Linked DNA regions of Mus musculus: region 1 is linked to region 2. Evidence: chromatin contacts called from public promoter capture Hi-C data. All regions are on one chromosome and are shown on one strand. Each heading gives the region's core, a stretch centred on a gene start, on an enhancer-like site or on the middle of the called end of the contact. The rest is flanking DNA. Distances are from core to core; before and after follow the strand shown. Region 1 has its middle 110 kb from the start of Gm39082. Region 2 holds the start of Prkcb (protein kinase C, beta).

Region 1 (7,202 bases), core at 896-3,395, 530 kb before region 2:
TGTGAGGATGTTTCCAGAGAGGTTTAACTAAGGACGGAAGCCCCACCTTGGAGGTGGGCAGTGCCATCCCATGAGCGGCTCTCGCACTGAATAAGAAGGAAAAACGCAAGCTGAGTACCAGTTCATCCCGCTCTGCTTCCTGGGTATGGGTGCAATGTGACAAGGGTCTCACTCTCTGCCCGACATCCTAGTGGACTGTCCCCTTTCATACTGTGACCCAAAATAAATCCTTCCTTCCTTAGGTTGCTTTTGTCAAGTATTTTTTTTTTTTTCTCAATGATGAGAAAAGTAACCAGTCTAGGAGAGAGAAAATCTCTACTCTCTGACAATTGAGTGTGGGAAATAAATGACGATAAGTTAACAGGTAGGAATGATATGCCTATGCACAGGACTGTCACCCCGTGTGAGACTCAAGGGATGTCTAGATGACTGAAGTTCTTATAGTGTCGTAGCTGTAGAAAGGAACAATAGCTCAGGGCTTGGAGGTGGGAACAAGTTTTGGAAGCAGAAAGGAGAGAAAATGTATGGTGAGTTTGGGTTGTCTTTAAACACAACTGCCTGCCACATACTATAGGTTTTATCTGGGAACACATGAAGGCAAGGCAGAAGGCCATATCCAGATTCCGGGTACACTGACCAGATTGGATTCTGTAGCTATGTTCTGATGTCTAACAAGAGTAAACATGTCTTATAAATTGAATGTAAATGTTTGTCACAGGAGGCAAAAAAAAAAAAAAAAATCACATCCAAGAATAATCCAGGAAATAAAAAGCACCTGAGGTAAAAGGCCCTTTGCATTTTCATTCTGGTGTGTCTCTCACAGTCCCTCAAGGCCTTGCTCACCATGGGTCAGTCTTTTTGACTGTGTTCTGTCAAAAAGGACCAGGTAACCAAAATGATTGGACTATATAGGAATGGGCAGCCCCTGCACTGGAGAAGTTTAGGGTAGTGGGTGGGTATGCTAGCTGTAACAGGTAGGGACTGAGGGTTGCTGGGAGAACTTGGTGGCCAGGTCCTCCTTGATATGTTAAATAAGGCACCAGAGTCATTTGTCCCAGGGTTTGAGACTCAACAGTTGTGAGTTAATTTTTCTTTGTTTATAAGATTTTTCAAGGAGGGGTATACAAAAATGTTCATTTTTAGAGGATTGACTTTTAGGCAGATAAAGAGACTTCAGAAAGGAAGCCCCCCTTATGTATGTATTGGGAGAGAAAAATGAGTGAGAGACAGGAGAGAAGAGGGTTAGAGAGAATGCTACCAGATTCAAGTATGACTGCTCCCTGCTTGAAAGGCAATACTCAGGAAGGTGGGAAGGCAATTAGGGTTATTCAAGGGCTTCTGGGAAGGTAAGGGAGGGGCTATTTTTGGTATAAAAAATGTAAAAAGCTATTTCAAGAAATCATTGTCTTTCTGTCTTACTTTCCTGCCCCGTACAAAAGGAAGTTAGCTGGGCAAGGACTTACGTTTCCTGAACTGTCCCTTTCCCTTTGTGCTGACTAGCCAGCTGTGTCAGACTGTGACATCAAGCTCTACCAATCAGGTGAGACGCGGTCAGTACGTACGTACATGGGGTAAAGATGGAAACTGCCTTGGTCAAGCATGCTTGCTAGACGGCTATAGGTCTTGATGCACCTTTTTAATAAAAAGAATTGCCTTGCCGAGCCACTCTGGCACTATTAGTTTCTTCTTCTGTGTGATATCCAGGTTTTTGTTTATTTCTAACACCAAGGGAACCCAAGTACATGAGAAGGCTTTTACAGGAAGGAAAACTAAGCACAGTGAGACAATGGGCAGGAAATCCTGTGATGCTGGGCCAGAGCATTCTAAACTGGCCTTGAGTTCTTGGGGCTGGTTCCTGTACTTCTTTAGACAAACATATGGCTTTAAAAAAAATAAAATAAAGTTTAATTGTTATTAGTTCTTTGAGAGTGTATGAACAATGCAGTCTGAACATATTTACCCTTCTCACAACTGCCCTCATTCTCACCCATTCAACTTTGTGTCCCCCTTTAAAAACAAAACATCAAGTCTAATTTGTGCTGTCCATATACTCTTGAATGTGTGACCGGATGCTGGAGCACTGTTGACCTGCCAGGGCCACACTTTCCCTCTCCCAGCAGCTATCAAAGGCCAATAGCTCTGCAGGCAGCGGTGGCTCTTCACGCCTACTCTTCCACACACACCCTATCCCCTGAATGTGGGGATATGGTCCGGCTTTAGCTTACTCAAGTCTTGTGCATGCTTCAAAACTTCTGTTTCCCTGATGCCATTCCCCACTTCTGGCTCTTACACATTTTTCTGTTCCCTCTTTCCACAACGATCCCCGAGGACTGCAAGGTGAGAGTATGGTGTAGATCCATTTATGGTAGAGCAGCCCACAGGCTCTCATTCTCTGCACACTGAGCAGTCATGTGTTTCTATTCTAATCACCATCTACTGCAAAAAGAAAGTTCTCTGGTGAGGAGTGAGAGATGCATTAATCTATAGGTAAACAGTAATAAGTCCATGTAAGTCAGTTTAGCACTGTGCCCACTTAGCAGAATAATAGATAGATCAGTAGTAGGTAGATTGGTGGTAGATTCTCTTCTAGGACCTATAACCTGTTTACTCACAGGTTCTTTTCTACTCACAAGTTCTTCTGTTTCCCTGATGTCATTCCCCACTTCTGGCTCTCACACATTTTTCTGTTCCCAGTATATGGATTTTCAGTAAGTTCAACTTCTCAGCAATTTACATGCTTTGTATTTAGTTGATGCACAGGACTTGAATAAGGAGAGGCATTGCCCATGTTGGTGTTATCTGACAGTCATCAGATATCCTGGGCTATATTCTATAGCTCTGAAAGGTTATACAGCAGTCAGCATCTTAATTCTTAGAATTTAGAGTGTTGGTTGAGGGAGAGGAAACCAGAAAATAACTTGATAAGGATTGGGCACTGTGACACTCTCGTTCTTCAATTCAAGGGTCTTGTCATGGGAAACTGCTATATTTTAGGGCATAATTTTCTAGGCACACACACACACACACACACACACACACACACAAATACCTGTTGGTTTTGTATGTGGGGAAAGATTAAGAGGAAGCTGAGAAATGAACTTCTAAGCAAATCCTTGCCTACCATGTTTCTACCCACCTCCCTTACTACAGAAGAGTAATGTGTCCGTGAGTGCTTTAATGACGGATCCCACAGTCTTCCTCCTTATTCACTGAGCTGATGTGAACGAAAGTCTAGAATGCCCTACTTGTCTAAAGTCCGTAAAACCAACACTACTCAAGTCAAGATTCTTTCTCTTACTTTCTATTCTGGATCACCGCTGTTCCTCTAATTAGGAGAAGCTTTGATTTCTTTCCTACCTCGTCAGCTGTCCTGTGTCACAGGACAACGAACCGTGATTGAGATCCTAAGAGAAAAGCCAAACACCAACAGAATGCTGCTCTTGCATCTTCTTGTTCCCTCCCTGTCTCAACCAGGAGATGGTAGCAGGTGAAGGTGATGGCTATCCTTTGAATTAGAGATGGTTTGATGGATGGCGAGCAGCTAAGAATGGTAATTAATGCTGCAGCCGTCCATCAGAGGACACCAGATTCTGCCCATGCCTATCTCACTGCTGTTTTAACCTGCTGTGCCTTTTGGAACCAGTGAAGACTGGCCATTAGAATTAACAAGGTACTTTTGAGAATGCCCTTGGTGCTGGCCACAGATGCCATTGAATAGGCCAGAAAGAATTTTAACAAATTAAATCCAAGGCCACAGTCTTTGTGTTGGATTACTAACCACCTCTGTGATGCCCACAGTATCCAGTAAAGTCCTACAGAGATGGCTTAATGTAATGAGCAGGTTTAACTGTGCACACTTGTGACATAAAATTCCCTCCGCATGGTAATTACTCTCTATTTTCACACCACAATTTCTCCTTTATCTGTTTAATACCTTGTTGCCATAGGGCATAAAATTACTTCTTTAACATAAGTATAGCTGGGGTGGGAGAGGACTTCCCCAGATGTGTTCACAGGCTTCAGCCTTCCATGTTCACTCCTTCCATGTTGAGAGCAGAGTTCTCATTTCCCCCCCTCCCACCTCCCCACCATGGCTCACCAGAACCATTTAGAAGCTTGAAAAACTTGCTAACCTCCATACCCTATCCTTGGCGGTCAGAATTCACTGGCCTCTGGGATGGCTCTGGGGTCATCAGTGTTAAAGTCCACAGGGTGAGTCTCATGGGTCCCTCGGGATGAGAAAGACTGACCTCCAGCCTGTACACATCCTTGGGCTGACATTCAGCTCTTCAAACAGATTTTGTACAATTCTGAGTCTCTCTCGGCTCCAAATGTCTATAATCTGGTAGAACTTCCTGTGCCGACAGCCTTGTTCTTATTAGACTGAAGTGAGGCGTGTAAGGGGGAGAACTTAAGGAGGCTCATATTCTCAGGTTCCAGCCCTCCGTTTACAGAATCCTGGGTGAGCAACACCTTAAATTTTGAGCTGTAGGTGCTTGTTTGCTTCACTCTAATCTTGGCTCTGGTTAATGCAACACAAGTTTGATGCTATTGTTTGTTTTATCCCTTATTTTTGCTAGGTCTGGGCCACATCTTTTGGTAGGGGCTCCCCTCTTGCTCTTCCCCTATCCCCTCTCATGGTCCTGTTTAGTCTGCTGGCCATGGTCATCCTAGGCTCTTCCCTCTGCCTGTGTTTCCATTTATATCTACAATAAAATCTCCCTGCTTTGGAAGTAGTCATGTTCTCCTATTATTTCATTTTTTTTTAAAGTTCACCTTTTGCTTTTCTGCTACAGTACATTATGTAGCCCAGTTGTGATGGTTAGTCTTGGTTGTTAACTGGATTACAACCAAGAAACCCTCCTTTGAGTCTGGCTTATTTTGTTTAACATGATCATCTCCTGTTACACTTTCTCTCTCGTAAATGATGTTCTATCAGTCCTCTTTCTGGATGAATAATAGTCCACTGTATACACCACCGTTTCTTTGCTCATTCATCGGTTGACAGTCCTCTAGGTTGGCCCCACATCTCGGCTATTGTGAATAGTATTGCAATCAGCATGGATGTGTGGGTGTCTCTGCGTTATGTTGACTTCAGTTCCCTTGGGCATGTACTCAGACACATGCATGGAGGTGATGCTGTCTCCAGGGGAGCAAACTGGCTTCCTGTTTTTAAAGAGGGGTTATAAAAAGCATTACTGTGCTTATGTGTGAAGGACAGATGTGTGGAGTATAAGCGACCGCACAGAGAAACCACCGAACTAGACCATTCTGTGCATGGAAAGAATTATTTACTGGGTATTAAAATGCCAGAGCCAACTCTGGATTGAGCAGACAGAGAGAAAGGAGAAATGATGGAAAAGCGAGCAGATTTTATAGGACAGTCAGTCGGGTGGGAGCTGAGCTGATACAGGTTGTCCTATTGACCTAGAACTGGGTACTCTTTCCAGATGTAGTTGACCTTTGGGGGACGCCTAAGGGAGGTTCAGAGAAGAGTGAGGTGGTTCCTGGTGAGCAGAAACTGCCTTAGGAGGTCTACTTTCTAGTGAACAGAAACCCTTAGGGTCCCCTCCACCCACTAAAAGTCTGTTTACCTACCAAAGTCCTTCTTTTTAGGACAATGTCACTAGCACCACCATTTTTGGAGAAAGAGCTTCTTTGGCCCTGATCTTTAAACACAGAAAGAAACATCCAGCCTATCTGTGTTGTAAAGTTTTTACTGTGGCAGCAGTTCAGAAAAGTCTATGCAAAGCTGCTTAGAGGCGGAGAAACTCTGACAGAGCACATAACTTGACTGCTATCTATGTGTACTTGCAATGTAGCCACTGAGACCAAGAAATGGAAATTTAAATTAAATTTAATTGCAATTAATTTCAGCTTCTGCACCAACCTATGCTTGGCAGTTACTGGCTTAAGACAGCACAGATGGGGAGGATGGCCAAGCAGCCATTGTCTCTGTGCTGGTCCAAATTACACAGACATTGTGGCCATCAATTTGTATCCTTGGCAGTTCATGCTGTAAGTACTCACGGGCTCACTCCTGCAGTCGCTCTCAGGAGCTCTGTCCTCACAACACGGTGGCTCAAGTTTCCTTAATGCACCCACTGTACGCACAGAGGGATGAGGGGACAGTGAGACATCTCAGCAGGGACAAGGGGACTGTACCAGGCATGGAGGGCACTGTCCCAGCACAAGGTGCTCTCCCAATGCTTGCCCCCAGACTCCCTCTGCATTTTCTACCCAGTACACCTTGGACCCAGGAAAGTTAAATTTCTCCATAAGATGTTTTCATCAAATCACTAATCTCTTTTTTTTTTATTTTAGAATTTTAAATACTTTTAGTAAATGTATAAATTAATGTTTTGTTGACATTTTTATGCATGTATATCACTTCTCTCCCGAACTCTTATCTTCTTCCTTTGCCTAAGAAATTTCTGCTTTCATTTAAAAATCTACGTTGCCTGGGGGGGGGGGCTCCCCTTCTCAGGGGAGGGAAGGAGGGAGTGAAGGGAGCAGGGTGTGAGGATGGGGCTGGGAGGAGAAGAGGCTTCAGTTGATATGTAAAGTGAATAAATAAAGGAAAAAAGTAACAATTTTTACAATGATTTATGTTGTATATCTTTATTGTATAGCCCTTCATCCACAAACCAAATGCATGCAATTACTATATAAGAAACTATAATAAAAACTTAAAGAACATATATTCTGTTTCATTTAAAATAAAAATAATAAATTTTAAAAAATCTAGGTTGTGTAGATGAGAGAGAATAGGCGATGTTTGCCTCTTTCCCTGACTATCCTTTCTTGCTTTCCCCCCTGCAAATCCCCATTTAAAAAAAAAACGCATTCAAGTGTGTGTGTGTGTGTGCACGTGCGTGCATGTCTGTGTGTGTGTGTGTGTGTGTGTAACAGGCACATGTGCCACAGTGTTTTTGTGGAGGTCAGAGGACAACTTTCAGGATTTGGTCTGTGTTTCCGCCTTTACATGGGTTCCAACAATTGGACTCAGGTCATCGGGACTGCACAGAACCATCTTGACAGCCCCCAAGTCCAATCTTAAATATGCTTTACCTTGCCTGTCTACCATTGTCAGGGTCCCCAGTGGACCAAATGTGCCTGCTACCTGTTCTAGAATTTGGCGGAGTCACATGCTCTGCCTCCAGGACCATTTCTGCAGTTGTCCAAACCGGAGAGTCTACGTC
Region 2 (7,546 bases), core at 1,705-4,204:
GTCTCACTTCAGGCTATTCCACACCCACACGCTTTCCTCTCCAGATTTAAGGCCAGTTCACAGGGTGGAGGATGGCAATTCGACCCTGAGAATACCTGTATTCCCAACACCTGGGAGACTAACAAAGAAAGACAGAAAAGCTTCCAGGACAAGGTCAGTCTGGGCACAAAGTGAATCTGAGTGAGAACGGGGAAGGGGGGGATAGGAAGGGGAGGGAAAAGGTAGGAGGGGGAGGAGGTGTTGGGAGGAGAAGATGCAGAACCACTTCTGACCAAACCCAACCACACCTGGCTTAAAGGGAGAGAGAGGGGCAAAACAACCCTGTAAATTCAAGAGGCAAAGGGGGTCAGAATTGTAGAAGGCCAGTGTTGAACAGAGACATAGCCTCGAATGTCTGCTCATTGGTAAAGGGATGACCTCAGTTCCAAATGATCGATTCAGCATGAAAGTAGAGTCAGTATTCAACAAGTTGAATGCTGTGTGTGTGTGTGTGTGTGTGTGAGAGAGAGAGAGAGAGAGAGAGAGAGAGAGAGAGAGACAGAGAGAGAGACAGAGAGAGAGACAGAGAGAGAAAGACAGAGAGACAGACAGACAGAGACAGACAGACAGACAGACAGACAGACAGACAGACAGACAGACAGAGACAGAGACAGAGACAGAGACAGAGACAGAGGGGAGAGAGAAATTCACAAACTATTTATGGCATTCTAAGGGTTAAACAAGGCCACATCTTTAGAGATTCAATTTAAAACCTATCTTTCCCCCTCTCCCATTTTGCATCAGAGCCTCTCTGGAACAAAGCAGGCACTCTCCTGAGCTACATTCCTCAGTCCACAGTCCATCTTGTAGGCACAAACCCTAGAGATAAGAGAGGCCACCAAGTCTCTGATATTTGATTAGGTACCCCTGGTTAAAATCATGGCTCTTGAGCTAGAATCAAGAACCCAGGTAAGGAGTCTCTTGGAGTCCTTCTTGTGCCTCCTCAGATGTTAAAAAGGGCAACCTCAGGCAGGATCCCAGAGGCACCCCATCTGGAACCACCGCTTTCAAAGAGAGAGGAGGCCCAGGGGAAACCACAGTTGCTTTTCTAGGGGGATGCGCCATCTGCAGATGGCAGCCACCTGCAAAGCAGGGGAAAGAGGCAGACCCTCCTACTGGGAGGTAAGGGAGAGCAATGAGCAAGAAAGGGCTGGAATTAGGAAGAAAGAGGTTCCCTCCACACACAAGAGTCCTTGAAGACATTTCATTTCTTAAGCAGGGCTGGCAGTCCTGAGAGAATGCTCAGATAGCAGCGGGATGGATGCACTTTTTGACTTTTAGGGCCTTCCAGGAGCTCCACTGGCCTTTCCTGGATGGTGCATCTCTGGCCCAAATACACACCCCTTAAAAGGACCCTTTGGTGGTGAAGGATTCCTAGCCTGGGAGGTCACTCTGACAGGCAGGATTACTTCACTCTGCCTAACTCGGCCACGTCTTTGAAGTCTGTATTACTCTCTCTTCCCACCATCGGCATCCACAGCGCCACAAAGCCTACCTTGACACTGGAATCCCTGCTTCCCGAAGCCCCTGTAAAAGCACAAGAGGGAGTATCAGTCTGAGGGGTCCAGTTACCAGCTAGTTTCACACAGTCGCCCTCTCCCTTCCCACTGTCCCTCTACCCCAGGGGCAACCTCCTAGCTACAGCCTGGTCTCCAAGGTGTCTTCCACCTTGGATGGGATTGGGAGGTACACTACCGGAGCTTGGCAGTAACCCCCACCTCACATCTCCCCTGCAGTACAGAGGCGACCACGACCACCAGGTGGCAGGATGCGAGGGTGCATTTCCGCCCGGGTGGGGGCGGAAGGCGGGCTGGATATTTGCCCAAGGAGATGCCGGGAGTACCCTCAAGGAAAGAGAAAAGGACCTGTCTAGGGGGAGGATGATAGGGACTTCACCACGGTGGTAACACCTGAGGGGCTAGGGGGCGGGGGGAAGGTCCCCCCATGCTTGGAGGGGCAGAGGGAAGAAAGGGGCCCTGCAGCGACTTGAGGGTGAGAACCAAGGAATGAAAGGGGTGCTCAAGACTCTGGAGGCGAAGTAAGAGATAACCCAGGGCACTGCTCTAGGGACGCAGAGGGAAGGATGCTCCACGCCCCGGGGAAGTAGAGGACACCCCAGAGAGCTGCCCCGGAAAGGAGGGGTGAGGGTGAGAGCTCCTCGAGCCCGGAAGGAGGCAGAAAGATCGGGAACCTCAGGCGAGAAAGACACCCGCGGAGCTGCCCTGCCGAGGAGGGACAGCCACACTGAGCCCTGAGCCAGGTGTCGAAAAGGCGCCTGCAGCGCTGTCCCTAGGCGCTCGGGCGACAGAGTGCAAGAGGGCAGAAGGCGCCTGGCGGCCAGCCGTCTGGGAGCAGAGAACCCAGCACCTGAGGGACTGGCCATCCGGGAGCGCAGGGCATAAGGGTCCAGCGGGATGGGGGTGATCACACGGCTCCTCCCCCCGGGGGCAACAACAGGGGTCCCCATGCGTGTCGCTGCCCTCTAGGGCCCCAGGCAGGTGGCCCGCGCGGCGCACTCTCACCAGATGAAGTCGGTGCAGTGGCTGCAGAAGGTGGGCTGCTTGAAGAAGCGGGCGGTGAATTTGTGGTTCTTCACCTCGTGCACGTTCTTCTGCCGGAGGGCGCCTTTGCGGGCGAAGCGCACTGTGCTCTCCTCGCCCTCGCTCGGCGGCGGCCCCGCAGCCGGGTCAGCCATCTTGCGCGCGCGGGGACTGGGGGGAGCCCCGAGAGGTGGCGGCCCCGGGGCGGCGGGACCGCGGGGCTGCAAGCCCGGAAAGGCGCGGGACTAGGCGGCCGCTGCTGCCGCCCGGGGACCGCAGGGCCGCGCTGCCCCTTCGCGCCGGCTCTGGCGGCGGCCGCGCGCGCGTAGCTGGGCTGTCACTCGCCCAGCTGCTGCCGCTGGTCCAGCTGTGCTTGGCACCGCTGGCCCCAGCTGCGGGGGAGGGAGGCGGAGCCCCAGTGTAACCCCGCCTCCCTCATTTGCATGAAACCCAGGCCCCGCCCAGAGCCGCCAGCTGCTTTACATATCGGCACCACCAGTACCACCAGCAGAGACACACACAGACACACACACACACATACACGTACACCGCAACCCGCAGGCCTCCCAGCCAAGTGTTCTTAGCCGCAGCGCTGCGGCGCGAGGACCGCAGTCTGCGCTGGACAGATCTGAGCCGCGCCCCTGGCACCCTGTCCTAGGCCCTGGGGTGCGTTAAGATGAGCACCTCGGTTGATCCAGCAATGACCAAACGCCTAAGGACCCAAGGGGCTCAAGGAGATGAGGGTTGAACAGGCTGGAAGCAGCCAGTTTCACCTTGGCCTCTGCAGAGACTGGTACCCAGCACCCTCCATCCATCATCCCATTGGTCATTCGGCATGCGTCTCCTGGAGGGATGGGCTTTCATTGTCACTCATCCGGAAAGGCCTGTGGCCACACACACACACACACACACACACCAAGGTCTGCAGAGGTAGGGGAGGACTATACATATATGCATATGTATATATGTATATATCCACCACAAAGACTTGTCTCCACTTGCTCGAACACTTAGAACTCTCTCCACAAAAAGACAGTTTCCCCAACCCCAAAATGGCTGGGCTAATGATGACAGGAGACAAATTTAATAAATGAGCGTTTCCCTACATTTCATTCACTTTTGTCCCTTCTGGTCATACTTGTGCAGTCTGTTAAAACAAAAGTCTATGTGATTGGAAATACCTAGGTTTGTGTGGGTTAAGATCTCCCCAGGTGCTGTCCTCACACCTGGGGCCTTCTTGTATTTGTTAGGAGAGATTTCAAATGTTCAGGGAACATTAATATCCAACGCCATACTCCCCTTGATGCCACTTGAAGGATGGGAAGATAACCAATGATACGACATTGCATGTTATATAAGGCACTGCATCTAAATCTCCCTCTGGTGTGATGCTCTACAGCCTGGGGATGAAAAATGGCATCTGACCGAACTCTTCCACACGTCCCCGGCATTGTTAATGACACCTTCATGTCTCCTGGTGTTGAGTTTAGCATCTGACAGCTCCTACAAGCCCAGTGAGCACTGCTTGAGTAAGTAACAGAATGGAAGAAGGTTACCTGTACCATGCATGACCTGTAAATGTGCAAAAATTAAAACTAAACATACAGGGTGTCAGGGAGGCTTGTGCACTGTCTCATTCGGTCACAACCATAACCTGTATAGACCAGGTAAGTTCTGTGAATAAGCAAAATTAGATGGAAGTGAGTAAGGGGTACACAGTCTCGGGGTTGTACAATGGAGGCTGTCCAGACTACAAAGTGCACTGGTGACAAAGGGTTGGGCCTCTGTAGTGGCAGAGCCTGGATACCACTCTGACAATTCCTACTGGGAGCTCCTGAGCAGAGAGTCACAGTGAGGTGTCTAGCAACTGCATGGTGAGCTATATACCTATAATAATACAGTGTCCTTCCCCTACATAGTAATGCAAAGGTAACAAGGGGGAAAAAGGCATTCACTTTTAAGGTTGGCATGTTTGGGAAACTGGATGTCCCTGGCTATTCTTAGTCTTTTGAGAGGCTCCAGCACCTCCCAGGGAGACTTGGGAAAACATCCCAGGAGACATTGCTGCTGAAGGAGATTTCCTTTGAAAGATGAACTGGAGGCTCACAGCCCACATCCTGTCTTTTGAACCAAGTGCTCTGAGTGACTTTGGTCTGTAACAACAAACTACCTCATGGTGTCTAGGCCTGGAGCCGCATTGCTGCTGTCCTAAAAGCCATTCCATTCCTGGAAGAGCTGTGTGAAGAGAGGCTGGAGACTCAGGTTCCCAGAGGACCCAGATATCTACAGGTTAAAGTTCAAACTGTGGCCTTTGAATACTGGTTTTTGTTTTGTTTTGTTTTGTTTTGTTTTGTTTTGTTTTGTTTTGTTTTGCCAGCCCAGTGATCTTCCTTTCTTTTTATTGTTCACACTATAGTATTTTACCTAAATATCCAAATTATAAGTTCTCTGGTGGTGGGAGACAATGGAGCTTGCATCTCTGAGTTCATCTATTCATTTGTTCACTCGTTCAACAAAAATTACATGTGCCATTCCAGACACTAAAATAAGCCAGATAAAAGGTTCTGCCTTCATGGAACGTATGAACCAATTAATGAGACTGAGGAATGATAATCTATCAATTAACAAATCTCTACCAAGTGGTGTGAAATCTGTCCTGTAAATAAAAATGAATCATATAATCATAAATTATAAATTATGGTGAAAAAAATAACAGTATCCAAGGAAGCCCTTTATAACTAGGCTTATCTAAGAGAAAGCTTGAATGAAGTGATGGTGAGCAACCATGGCCCTGTCTGAGGCTAGAATTTTCTAAATAGATAAAAGAATAATGACAAAGGATTTAGCTCATCGTGCTGGACAAAAGCAAGGTGGTCTCTGTGTCTGAGATAGAAAAGAGGCAGCAGTGCTGGGCGGTGGTGGCACACGCCTTTAATCCCAGAACTTGGGAGGCAGAGGCAGGCAGATTACTGAGTTTGAGGCCAGCCTGGTCTACAGAGTGAGTTCCAGGACAGCCAGGGCTGTACAGGGAAACCCTGTCTCAAAAAAAGAAAGAGAGAGAGGGAGAGGGAGAGGGAGAGGGAGAGGGAGAGGGAGAGGGAGAGGGAGAGGGAGAGGGAGAGGGAGAGGGAGAGGGAGAGGGAGAGGGAGAGGGAGAGGGAGAGGGAGAGGGAGAGGGAGGGAGGAAAGAAGGAAGGAAGAAAGCAAGCAAGGACGGAAGCAAGCAAGGAAGGAAGGAAAAGAAAAGAAAGGAAAGGAAAAGAAAGGAAGAGGAGAGGAGAGGAGAGGAGAGGAGAGGAGAGGAGAGAAGAGAAGAGAAGAGAAGAGAAGAGAAGAGAAGAGAAGAGAAGAGAAGAGAAGAGAAGAGAAGAGAAGAGAAGAGAGGCAGCAACTATTAAACAATGAGATGTGGCCTGATACAACACAGGTTCCTCTTAAAGATCACCCTGGATACCACATGGGAAAAGGCTTTAGACAAGGAGAATGGAGGCAGAGAGAGCAGTGGAGAGGTCCTTTAAAACGATGAAGCAAGGGAGGACAACATGACATGGTGTTCCACAAGCCTGAAGAGCAGAAAATGAATGTGTGTGTCCAGGTCTCCGGGCCCCCATTCTGGTCACCTCTACCCATTAAGGAGTAAACGCTGGGCATTTGGTAGACATCAGACGTAAAGGGAAACAGGTTGTCCTGCATTGTAATGGAGTCAGGGTGTCTTCAAACCAGAGTTCATTCTTAATGTTGAGTACATGAATTCTACAGCAGCCAAAAAAATCACAAAATGGAGTGGCTACAGATAGAAGTGCATTGTTGTTACATTTAACAGAGGGTAAAAACTCTAAATCAGAGACTGGAGAGATGGCTCAGTAGTTAAGCATACTTGATGTAAAGGACCTGGGTGCAGGTCCCAGCATCTACATGGTGGCTTACAGCACCATAACTCCAGTGTCAATAGTTCCTAGAACCTCTTTGACCTACTTAGGCACCAAGCACATGCATGGGTACACATACATACAGGCAGGCACAACACTCATACACATAAAATAAAAAGAATGTTTTAAAATTCTAAACCACGTTCTCTCTGGAAGACTCAGATAGGACCCTTCCCCTCTCTCTGTCCCTGCTTCTGGTGGCTGTCTGTGTCACATCTTTCTCTGCCTTTGTGATCCTATTCCCTAGTGTGTCTCTCTTCTCTTCTCTCTGACTTCCGTGTGTGTGTCTTACATGGACACTTACTGCTCATTGGACTTACTCACTGCTCACCCATTAATCTGAATGATCTCTTTATCCCAATATCCCTATGTTAATTACCAGGAAGACTTTTTCTAAATAAGATACCATTTGTAGGTTACTTTAGAGAGATGCCTCAGGCATCAAAAGGCTAGCTTCACAAACAACAAAGCAGAATAGCATTTATAGGTGGTAGAAATTGTGACATGGGTGTATGGAAGTGACCACCATTCAAGCCACTGAATTGCCTAACCCTAGGCAGGTCAGTTCCCCTCGGAGTGTCCCGGTTTCCTTCTCTAGTAAGTTATGTGAGAATTCTGTGTTCCGGTCTAGAGCTGTACTCTCCAATGCAGGCAACACTAGCCACACGTGGCTGGAGAGCATTTGAAATTTGATTAGTCTGAACTGATTGTTAAGAACAGTCACCCAAGTAACGATCCACCATGATTAGGTGAATCAGCACCCTAAATTTCAAGCATGTATAATGAAAATGAATGTAAAATAGCTCATAACGATCATTTTCATTGCATGCTGAAATTTTACATTTTTATATATTGATGAGTTCCAGTACTTTTATATAATCAAATTTCTCTCCAGAAGTAATTCAGTCTGATTGCTTTTATTTTTTGCAGTGTGGTTACTAGAAAATGTAAAACGGTATATGTGGATCACACCATATTTCCTTGCCCGGCTCTGTTCTAAAGAATGGATTAAGTTAATTTTAAAATGGATAAACTGGA

What was found. Promoter capture Hi-C pulls out the DNA fragments that hold promoters and counts their contacts.
Region 1: a promoter capture Hi-C map of liver shows a contact between it and region 2, with 3 times the contacts expected there. The contact joins the enhancer-like site here to the promoter of Prkcb in region 2. A contact is called at or near these places in 6 of 39 promoter capture datasets (embryonic stem cells, hippocampal neurons, liver and 2 more), 1 of 115 datasets of contacts at active chromatin or transcription factors (stem cell-derived neural progenitor cells) and 1 of 9 other capture datasets (liver).

The regions. Positions count from the first base shown.
Region 1 is chr7:122,815,699-122,822,900 of GRCm38.p6, reverse strand. No RefSeq gene overlaps it. Among named protein-coding and RNA genes, the nearest start is that of Gm39082, 110 kb to the left of the region's middle. Within about 2 kb of position 2,145, at least 28 of the 459 cell types and tissues checked have an H3K27ac peak or open chromatin away from gene starts, as enhancers often do. A contact at or near this core is called in liver, where this site is marked.
Region 2 is chr7:122,284,533-122,292,078 of GRCm38.p6, reverse strand. It overlaps Prkcb (protein kinase C, beta), which reads right to left and starts at 2,954. Exons shown (of 17, transcript NM_008855.2): 1 at 2,562-2,954; 2 at 1,535-1,566. The coding sequence starts at 2,734. Gm51497 (a long non-coding RNA gene) reads left to right here. Exons shown (of 3, transcript XR_003946872.1): 3 at 1-1,443.